Linked DNA regions of Gasterosteus aculeatus: region 2 is linked to region 1. Evidence: chromatin contacts called from public Hi-C data. All regions are on one chromosome and are shown on one strand. Each heading gives the region's core, a stretch centred on a gene start, on an enhancer-like site or on the middle of the called end of the contact. The rest is flanking DNA. Distances are from core to core; before and after follow the strand shown.

Region 1 (5,026 bases), core at 751-3,250:
ATCTGGATGTTGAAAAGAACTGCATTTTCAAATGGCTTTGATCTGACACCACATCATTTGGTTACATTGAGTCGTTGTCCGCACTCACGGTGAGAGCAGTACACGCCCGTCCAGCCCCCCAAGCAGCGGCGGCCTCCGTTGTCGTCGCAGGTGTAGTGGCCGAAGGTGTCGTTGCGGGGCCGGCAGTAGGACGAGCAAGCGTTGCCGTGGTAGTACTCATTACACACTAAGTGGTAGGAGTAGTTAAGCTCGCTCTGGTTGCCAAACTGCACGCCCTGGGACCAGTCTTCCCCAACTCTTAGTCTGTGGCGGGTCGCCAGCCGACTGATGAGGTTATTCTGGTTTTCTGGATGAGCGAGGGAAGAGATGGAGAGACTTTGATGTCTTGTGACAGATGAGGAATTATTCTAAAAGAAATAAGTTGACACTGTTTAAATGTTACACAATCACTCTCATATTATATTATATTCCGTGGGGAAATAAATGTTGGTCTGTAATGACTTTACAGTGACCTGATGCTCTCTGCTTTGTAATAAAAAACTTCTAGTGCGTTAAAAATGGATAATGGAAAGTTTATAGTATTATCTACCTTCTATCGTGCTAGAAGATGAAACATGAGGAGAAATATAAGAATTTACTCTTCAAACAAGGACTCCTGCATTACCGTCTAATCAAACGTCAACACGCTTCTCTATTGGCTGCGCTGACGCCCCCCTGTGGTGAAGAACCAGCAGTTACCTGTAGAGTCCAGACCTGAAGACTCCGCGTTCCAAGCTTCAATGATCAGCGCGAAAGTCTCCTGAATGAGTTGGGAAGGCTTAGTCAATGGTGTAATCTAATATGTGAGCGATTATTGACCATGACCACGTTTAAATAAGTTCAATTTCGTACATTTTATACACAAGAAGCTGTCAGTATTTATTATAGAAGCGTTCTGTAAAGAATGTTGGGAAGCACATAGATTAGCGCAGCACTTGTTAAAGTTATGACTTTGTTAGACAAACCCTTAGATGTGAGTCACCTACCGGCCACTTGAAGCTGATGTCCACCTTGACGGGCGCGCTCGCGGATATGGATTTGGGGTCCGCGCCGAAGATCTCCGTGAACGCGATTCCGTACGTGCAGGGCGGCTCCGGTTTGGTATCGTCCTGCGAGTCCTGCGAGTGCTTGAGGCACACGCGGAAAAAGATCTGGCAGTCCTGGGTCTGGAACTGACAGACGCTGCGCGCGCTGGTGAAGGAGTTGATCTTCAGCTCGAAGACCGCCGAGGAAAAGATCTGATAAGGGGCACGGAGAGGAAAATAAAACTTCATTATGCCAAGAAATAAAAGATAAGTGGTAACCTACGGAATGAATGAGCATAGATACAGTACAGGTTCACTCGCCCTAACTTTGCAAAACATGTAACGTTTTCTTATTCCCGCAGATAACTATTATATATATATATGACGTCAGACTGTCCGGACTGTATAATTGACCAGTTACATAGATGCAAACATCTGATGTTTGCTTTTTTGTAATCCAAAAACAACCAAGTCAAATGAAGTAAATGTGTAAAAGCGGCTCGGCGTGCTGTGCGTATTGACGCACATCGTCCGACCTGTCCGCATTCTGCGCAGTGCCTGCGAGAGAAAACTAGAGCTGAATTGGTGCGTGTGTGCTGTCAGTGCGACTCACCGTCTGCGCCGATACGAACAGCAGGAGACACGGCAGTAAGGAGCGCGCCATGGCTCCGGGGGGCACAGCTCCGGAGGTCCGAGGAAGAGGTCGGATAAACGCGTAAAATCCACACCGGGTCCGAGGGAGACGGCGCGGAAGAGATACAACGTTCAGACGCTGCGGGAACAAATCCAGAAATACCCAGAGGGCTAAAAGTCAGCCCGTGCGCGTGTCAGCGGGCTGAATGAGGAGATCAAAAGGTATAACACGTAGAGAAGAGTTCCGCTATGCTGCTGAACTCTGGACTGTGCCAGCAGCGCTTGCTCCTCCTGCTTTATACCCAGGAGCAACAGGAAGAGGGCAGGGGGGTTGGGGAGGGGGTGGGGGCGCTGCAAAAAATATCCACCTGAGAAACAAGTTCTCGTCCACCGTTGAGGTGAAGGAACTCGGTTCCGTCAAATCGAAACTGTCCCTCTTTTCTCCTCCGACATTTACTGCGGCGGAACTTCCTGCCCGACGGGCTCGTGTCGCCGCTCCTCAGGTGCGGCAGATCCGCAGCGGGACCCCGCGCACCCAGCGGCTCTACTTTATCCCCCCCGGACTTCGACCTGCAGAGCCGTGAACCGAGGCCACTGCGACGCTATTCAAAAGTTTCTGCAGGTTGCATTTCAGACTTTGACCTTCTAAATGTATACATGCGATATGTATTGTCTACATCCAGTTGGAACCAACTGTGATTGAGGGTGTGTCCCGGTAGACTAAAGTCAGGAGTGAGGGGTGTTTCTTTCAGTGTGGAGGAGTCTTGCATTGGGGGAGGCGGGGAGTGTGTGTGTGTGTGTGAGAGTGTTGGAGGGGAGTGGGGGTGGGGGGGTCAAGCTTTGATTCGCTGTCAGCGCCAAGGAGACAATTACAGCGGCAATGGGACAAACTGTCGGGCGGCAGCTGCAGCAGCCTGAGCGGCCAAACGCACCTTTTACTGCGTCCCGCGGCCAAACGGAGAGCGTTCACACGCACGCGCACACACACACACACACGCACGCACACAATTACTATTGCATTCACCAAATCCATGTCAGAAACCTTTGGAAATATTACTGCCATGAAGTAAATCGATAAACACAAAAACAAGAAATATATTTTAGTGTAGCGCCTACACGGATACATACACACATACGCACAGACAATTGGGTGTCAGCTGCATGGACATCATTAACAGGGCCATTTACAAACTGTGATGTATGTGAACACATTATTTAAGTGAATGAACTTTGAGTCCACTTCCACCTGGTTTCCATATTTAGTTGGTTTACACTACATTTTAGAGTAAAACCTCTTTTGACATGATATGACATGTACAATAGTCAAATTCTTTGACGTCCCGATTGTGGACGTGATCCTGCTTTAACTGTTAAAGCAGGATCAGATGCACTCATGTAAACCTGATGCTAGATCTTGGACACCAATCAGTATTTGGGAGTTAAAAAGTTATTGGTCTGGTCAAAACATAAACAAACCGTCATGATGGAAGATTTAATGGGAGCACAAGTTGTCAGTGCTCTCTGGTGGAAAAATAGTTAGGCTTTTCTGGTTGTTATTGGTTGACTGATGCATTTTTGTCTGAAGTAAAACTGGTTCATCAACATAATAGACCTTTATCCTACTTCCATATTTGTATGACAATGTAACAAAAAACCCTCACCTGACCACAGTTTCAGAAGGTTCAGTGAAAACTTTGACATGAATGAGAGAAACTGAATGTTCACTGTTAGGAAGTGAAAAAAACCTCTGCACCTCCATATCTGTAGCCGTGGTAACAGGCTCTGTACCCTGACCTGCTCGCTTGCAACTTTTCTTCAACACACCCTGGGTTTTTTCCGTCCCCTTCGTCCTTGTTTATTCAGTCCCTATCAAAGTCACTCATTAGAGAAGGTTTGGATTTAATTTTGATGTCAAATATCACTGATGGAACATAATTCCCATAACATGGCAGACTTCATGTTGATATTTTCAGGTGTGCAGCTGGAGAATGTAGTTTTTGTAGTACCTGGTCTCTGCGTGGTGGGTGTGTTTTAACAGCATTTAGCTGTATATGTTGAAGCAGCTGAAATAAAGCCACTGGATGGTGCTTCGCCACAAGATACCATTAAAAACCCACAGTATTTTAACTTTTGAATTACCAAACAAGGTATTAATAGGTATTACAGTGAAATATGTCTTGGATATATTTTTTCAATGGTCTTCATTTGCTGAGTCTATTTAAAATATAAAGCCTACTACACATCACGTCTCAGAGATCAGCTCTGAGTTTGCGCAACCAGCGTCTCCGGCGTCTAATATGAAAGTAACACTATAAATAAAGCCGCCCACAGTAAGATAAGGGTGGCAAGTAGGCTACATACAGTTTGTCTGTTTGTGTGTGTGTGTGTGTGTGTGTGTGTGTGTGTGTGTGTGTGTGTGTGTGTGTGTGTGTGTGCAAACTGCTTTTTTCTTAGCACTCGCCACCCGCCTTGCCCGTTATTGTTATTTTAATAAGGACCGCGCGTGCCCCCATTGTCCCCCCCCCCCCCTCCCTCTTCATTCTAACCCCACCCATGGCACGAGGCACGCTTCATACACACACACACACACATGCATAAACGTACACACACACGCAGACACACGCACACACCAAGCCGTCTATTGTCACCCTGTTTGTATTCAGACGCGTGTTGTGTGCGTGTGTCTCTGGCGGCTTAAAACAAAAGCAGCAACATTGATGAACGATAGGATATAAGCCGGCACGCGGACTGTAAACAATGAATTACACACTCAAAGCTTCATGTCTGTGCCAAATAACAACATCAGCCGTCTGTGGTCGTCGCAGTAAAAGGAAAGATGTGACTGCACGAATTCAACACCAATGCAATATAGTATGAAGGTCACGTGGTCTGTAATATAATGAGTGCGATTGGAAATGGAAGTTGCTCCATTGAATAATTGTACCGAGGAGGAATACACGATAACCCACCGTGTGTATTAGTACTTCATACTATCCTGGTGTTGCAGTCATATTACTGGATCTGACTACTCGTCATCACTGTGTTGTATCAGCGCATTATCCATTATATGGATAACAACATTTGCATTTGATCCCATCTTCATGAGTTCGCGTTAGCTCAGACCTTCATATTTACAGTATATGAATCGCACTCGTTAGTTGGTTGATCCGCTGATCAGCTGATCTCAGATATGGTCCCTTCCCTTTGCACTAAACGCTCCATGTCTGCTCTTTAAGACACGTTGTATGTGAGCCAGTCAGTGTTAAAGCAGTGCACTCGTGTTTCACTCCCTTATAAGAAGGAGCACAGAAGCCACGCACGTCAGCACG
Region 2 (5,238 bases), core at 321-2,820, 47 kb before region 1:
CTATTTATAATCCAGTTATTCTTGCTTCGCTGAAAGAGATTAGAGAGCAGATCACAAAGAACACAACTCAGAGCTATGTAAAATTCAGTTCACTTAAAAGTGGCAATCTGTCAACACTACGGCATCATTATTTTTTTTCACACTGGTTTTTGTCATGAATCACCCAAATCAAATATATGATTGCATTTTTTTCTTTCTTCTGCATTGTGCATCGTAACCCTTTCAAAAAACACGCTATTGTGTACAATAGCACCGGTCCTTGGTCCGAACAACGAAAGCAAACCGTTTTATTCCTGCAAGTGCACTCGGAGGACCAAGTTAAATCAACACAAAGGTCTCTTCAGAAAGAGCTAAATCAGCTTTAGCCGGCAATGGGCTAAAGTCAGCCGCTGTTATGGTGAGATCCTCTTGAATCGAACACAACATCTAAACAATTGGATCGTAGAAGGAGACAGGAGTTGGCGTTGGTGGAGTTAATGTACTCGTATCATGCAGAGTTTTTTATAAGCGCTTTTTTATGAGTGCTTTGAACAGACAAGTCACTCTTCCTGCAGAAGAAGCTGCCGTGTTATATGGCGTGACTATGTCCAATCATCACCTCCTCTTGTATCGCTATAAAACACTCACGCTGACATCGATCCAGCGCTTACACGTCGAAAACCGAAAATCTCCTCAACACCTTGCAACATCCATAAAGAGCATCACAGTTTAAACCCGGGGTGTCAAACATACGGATCCGGCCCGCCGGCGGGTCCAGTGCGGCTCGCCGGATGACTTTGTGGTTGTGTAAGCCTGCTATTCCTAAAAAGTCCACTGGGGGTCGCACTCCGAGTGAGTGCATGCGTTAGACCAGGAGGATCGATGACAGCGTTCCTTCAGCCAACCCCCGTCGACCAGACCATTATTATCCTGGTCCAGCCCGCGTGACATCTAAGTGTATAGACAGTAGACAGTATGTGGCTGCCTACCTAAAATGAGTTTGACACCCCTGGTCTAAGCTCTACCATCATGTGTGCGCAGAGTGTTCAAATGAAATGCATAATCAAGGATGTCCTATAATTCCATACATTCAGTATTTTGGAAAACGTTCAGAATGTAAAATACATTTAATTAGAATGCCCTGCAGGATTGTTAAGGCATGGGTTTGATGCAGCCTCCCAAGTGCATTGCTATTACACATGTCCATTGTGCTACCTTAATTAAACCACATAAAGATGACACCAGGCTACTACCAATTTACCACACACAAATGGGGCGGTTGGTTTACAATTTGTATTCTGACAATGAAGGAATGTTTCCATCATCTTGGTGCAGTACCCCCCTTTTAAAACTCACCCCATATTATGCCTAATGGTCAGAAAGCTTGTTAAATGACACTCAAATCAAATTAATTGCAGTCAAAGTATTATGGTATTGTGTAAACAGAAAAAGTTTCCTCACTGAAGGGACTATTCAACTGAACTTAAAAAATAAAGAAGGAAGAGGAAACGCTGCAGAGGATCAGATTATCATCCTCGACTGATAAAGCAACTGCCGTAAGTGTGTGTGTGTGTGTGTGTGTGGGCGTGCGCGCGTGGGTGCGCGTTTGCATGTGCGGAAAGTCATAACAGGAAAAACACATGGCAGAGACATCAGCAAGCTGTAAATCAGCAAGTTGAAAGATATGACTTCTGTTTTCATTTTCAAAGTGTGTCAGAGCAGCAGTAATAACATCCTTGCTTATCTCATCCCTCTTCTCCACTCTGCTGCTCTGCAAATACATTCACATGTTCTTGCAATTTTGAAATCAAGATTGTTTTTTATAAACAAACAAAAGCAATTTTGGCCATCTAATGAAAGGAGTATTGAAAGCAATCTGCAGTGCGTGCAGCAGAACATATGATATCGTCTTTTTTAATCAAAACTGTGTGCCTATGTTACATGAAATGTAGCACGACGGCCGACACTTGGCCTTGGACCTGAGGCAGAGTTTAGCACTATGCGATGCTGTCTGGTAAACACACTGCTTTCTAACTTGTAGTCTTCAGTGCCAACTGAGGCTGACTCAAGTGACATCACATCAGACTCATGCATATCCTCTTGTCTATGTCACTCTATTCGTGAGCAATTACAGACTAGATTGGGGTGTGACATTTAAAAATGGTCAATGTGCTACAGCAAACTTTTGAAAAGTTAAACTCATCGATCTGCATAAATAGTTATGATTATTGATTATCTGGTACTTTGCATTAATAAAGTAGACAATAACAAACATTTTCCAACACATGATGATTTAATGAAGTTGTCACAGTGACATGACATTTTGTAGTTTCCTGCCTCTCGTTGTACCTCGTTTAGCTTCACTTTCTGCTCTGTTGTGTCTCTCCTGTGATTGTCTGCCATGTTCCTGATTTTCTTCCTTTTGTCCAGTCACCGTCACCTCGTCTCTTGTTGGTCTCGTTGAGTTTTTGGTTTGTGTTTATTATTGCTATTGAATGTAGATGGGTGTCAGCCCTATTTTTTAAGTTTATTAGTTCATGTTGCAGGTCATAAGGCACCACCCTTCTGTGTGGTTCTACGGTCTACTTTGTTTTAGTTTCAGTTTGGAATTTGGACTATGGATGGATTTATGTCATCCATTGGAATGCTCTGCGTAATTCATTTTTCTTGTTTCCAGATAACCAAAGATAACTTTCCCAGTCTGCACATGTACATTATATTAGATATCTAATCTAGCCGGCCCGAACTCCGTCTCTCTCCGCATCCTGAAGCATTGTGCTGACCAGCTGTCTCCGGTGTTCACTAACATCTTCAACACCTCCTTGGAGACATGCCACGTACTAGCCTGCTTCAAGGCCTTCACCATCATCCCTGTTCCCAAGAAGCCCAGGATCACAGGACTCAATGACTACAGATAGATGTAGATACACACAGAATATGTCCCTTCCTCACTCAGAAGGCAGCGCAGGTACTGATTCAGGCTCTTGTCATCTCCCGCCTGGACTACTGCAACTCCCTCCTGGCTGGTCTCCCTGCTACCGCCATTCGACCTCTGCAGCTCATCCAGAATGCAGCAGCTCGACTGGTCTTCAACCTTCCGAAATTCTCCCACACTACTCCACTCCTCCGCTCTCTTCACTGGCTACCGGTGGCTGCCCGCATCCAGTTCAAAACATTGGTGCTCACGTACCATGCTGTGAATAGATCGGGTCCAGCTTACATACAGGACATGGTCAAACCCTACATCCCGACCCGCACTCTCCGCTCTGCAAAACTGCTTGTCCCTCCCTCACTGAGAGCAAAACACTCGACTAGATCACGACTCTTTACTGTCCTTGCTCCGAAATGGTGGAACGAGCTCTCTGAAGACACCAGGACCGCAGAGAGCCTTCACATCTTCCGCCGCAAACTAAAGACACACCTCTTCAGACTCTACCTCGACTAAAAGACTAACAAACAAATTGTAGCACTTAAATTGTACTTGTAACGCCACTTATCTATAGCAAAAAAAATGTCCCTATGGTTGAATGCACTTTTTGTATTGGGGCCAACAGGTCTGTAGATGATGCTGTCAACATGACCCTCCACTGCATCCTCCAGCATCTGGACTCCCCAGGAACCTACGCTAGGATCCTGTTTGTGTACTTCAGCTCTGCCTTCAACACCATCATCCCGTCTCTGCTGCAGGACAAACTCCCCCAGCTGCACGTGCCCGGCTCCACCTGGAAGTGGATCACAGACTTCCTGTCCATTAGGAAGCAGCACGTGAAGCTGGGGTAACATGTCTCAGCCTCCCGGACCATCAGCACCGGTTCCCCCCAAGGCTGCGTTCTTTTCCCTCTGCTCTTCTCCCGTCCGTCAAGCTCCTGAAGTTTGCAGCTGACACCACCCTCATTGCACTGATCTCTGGTGGGGATGAGTCCGCCTACAGGTGGAAGTTGACCATTTGGTGTCGTGGTGCAGCCAGAACAACCTGGAGCTCAACGCTCTAAGGACAGTGGAGATGGTTGTGGATTTCAGGAAGAACAGAGCCCCACCCTCCCCCATCACCCTAGGTGACTCCCCCCCGTCACCCTCGTCTTTAATTCCTTCCGTTCACCCAGGACCTCAAGTGGGAGCTGAACATCAACTCCATCACCAAGAAGGCTCAGCAGAGGATGTTCTTCCTGAGCCAGCTGAAGAAATTCAACCAGGCAAAGACGATGATGGTGCACTTTTACAAGGCCGTCATCAAGTCCATCCTCTGCTCCTCCATCACCGTCTGGTACGCTGCAGCCACAGCCAAGGACAAGGGCAGGCTGCAGCGCGTCATCCGCTCTGCAGAGAGGGTGATCGGCTGCAATCTGCCGTCTCTTCAGGACTTGTTCGCTTCTAGGACCCTTAAGCGAGCTAAAAAAAGATTGTAGCCGACCCCTCACCCCGGACAAAAACTTTTTGTGCCTGGCAGGAGGGTGAGGTCCATCAGGACTAAGACGATGGACACATAAACAGTTTCTTCCCGTCAGCAGTCAGGCTCATCAACAGAGCCCGGTCCCCCACTTACTGACACTGTCATTCCACCGGTCACTTTCACTTGTCACTTTCTGTTCGCTTGTGCACTTTATTATTTTTTTTAATTTCTAAATATTTTTTAAATTGTATTGCATTATTTTTAAACTAACCCATAGCCTTATACTACTAACTCATAGCATTATATTTTATTTTATTCCTCGTGAACTGTTGTCTTGTCGTCCATTGTCGTACTGTCTGCTGTTACGCACCAACCGCCAAGACAAATCCCTTGTATGTCTGACATATTATGGCAATAAATGTTTCCTGATTCCTGATGAGGAATCCATCCTAGGAACCTGAGGATGGATTAAAAAGTTAAAAGGAAATTAGATAGATAGATACTTTATTGATCCCTCAAGAGGGAAATTTTGGAATTAGTTGGCTGAAGAAAGCTTGTTACTTGTTGTTATGACTGGGGTCATATGTGTAGTGTTTGTGGGTTTCCTTTTGTGTCTTTTTGTTTTCGCTTTATTCAAACAGGGATGTGCCACCACCAGGCGCGGATTGGTGGACTGTCTCCCACCCGTCCTGTGATTGGCTGCAGCTGGCATATAATGGAAGCCAAGATGGCGTCTGAGGCAGAGCAGGCCAGAGCAGGGGAGGACAGCAGCAGAGCACAACCCTCCTCCTCCTCCTCCTCCTCCTCCTCCTCCTCCTCCTCCTCCTCCTCCTCTTCAACCAGCCAGCCACTTGTAGCATACCGTGAAG

Evidence for each region. Hi-C and Micro-C count contacts between places; a contact is called where the count stands out from the background.
Region 2: a contact with region 1 is called in a Hi-C map of tail fin, with 4 times the contacts expected there. The contact joins the enhancer-like site here to the promoter of dlc in region 1. A contact is called at or near these places in 2 of 6 Hi-C or Micro-C datasets (tail fin and whole body).

Annotation. Positions count from the first base shown.
Region 1 is chr1:19,320,444-19,325,469 of fGasAcu3.hap1.1, reverse strand. It overlaps dlc (deltaC), which reads right to left and starts at 2,000. Exons shown (of 10, transcript XM_040199348.2): 1 at 1,678-2,000; 2 at 1,026-1,277; 3 at 739-799; 4 at 89-346. The coding sequence starts at 1,728.
Region 2 is chr1:19,367,178-19,372,415 of fGasAcu3.hap1.1, reverse strand. No RefSeq gene overlaps it. Among protein-coding and RNA genes, the nearest start is that of LOC144404843, 23 kb to the right of the region's middle. Within about 2 kb of position 1,570, at least 5 of the 9 cell types and tissues checked have open chromatin away from gene starts, as enhancers often do.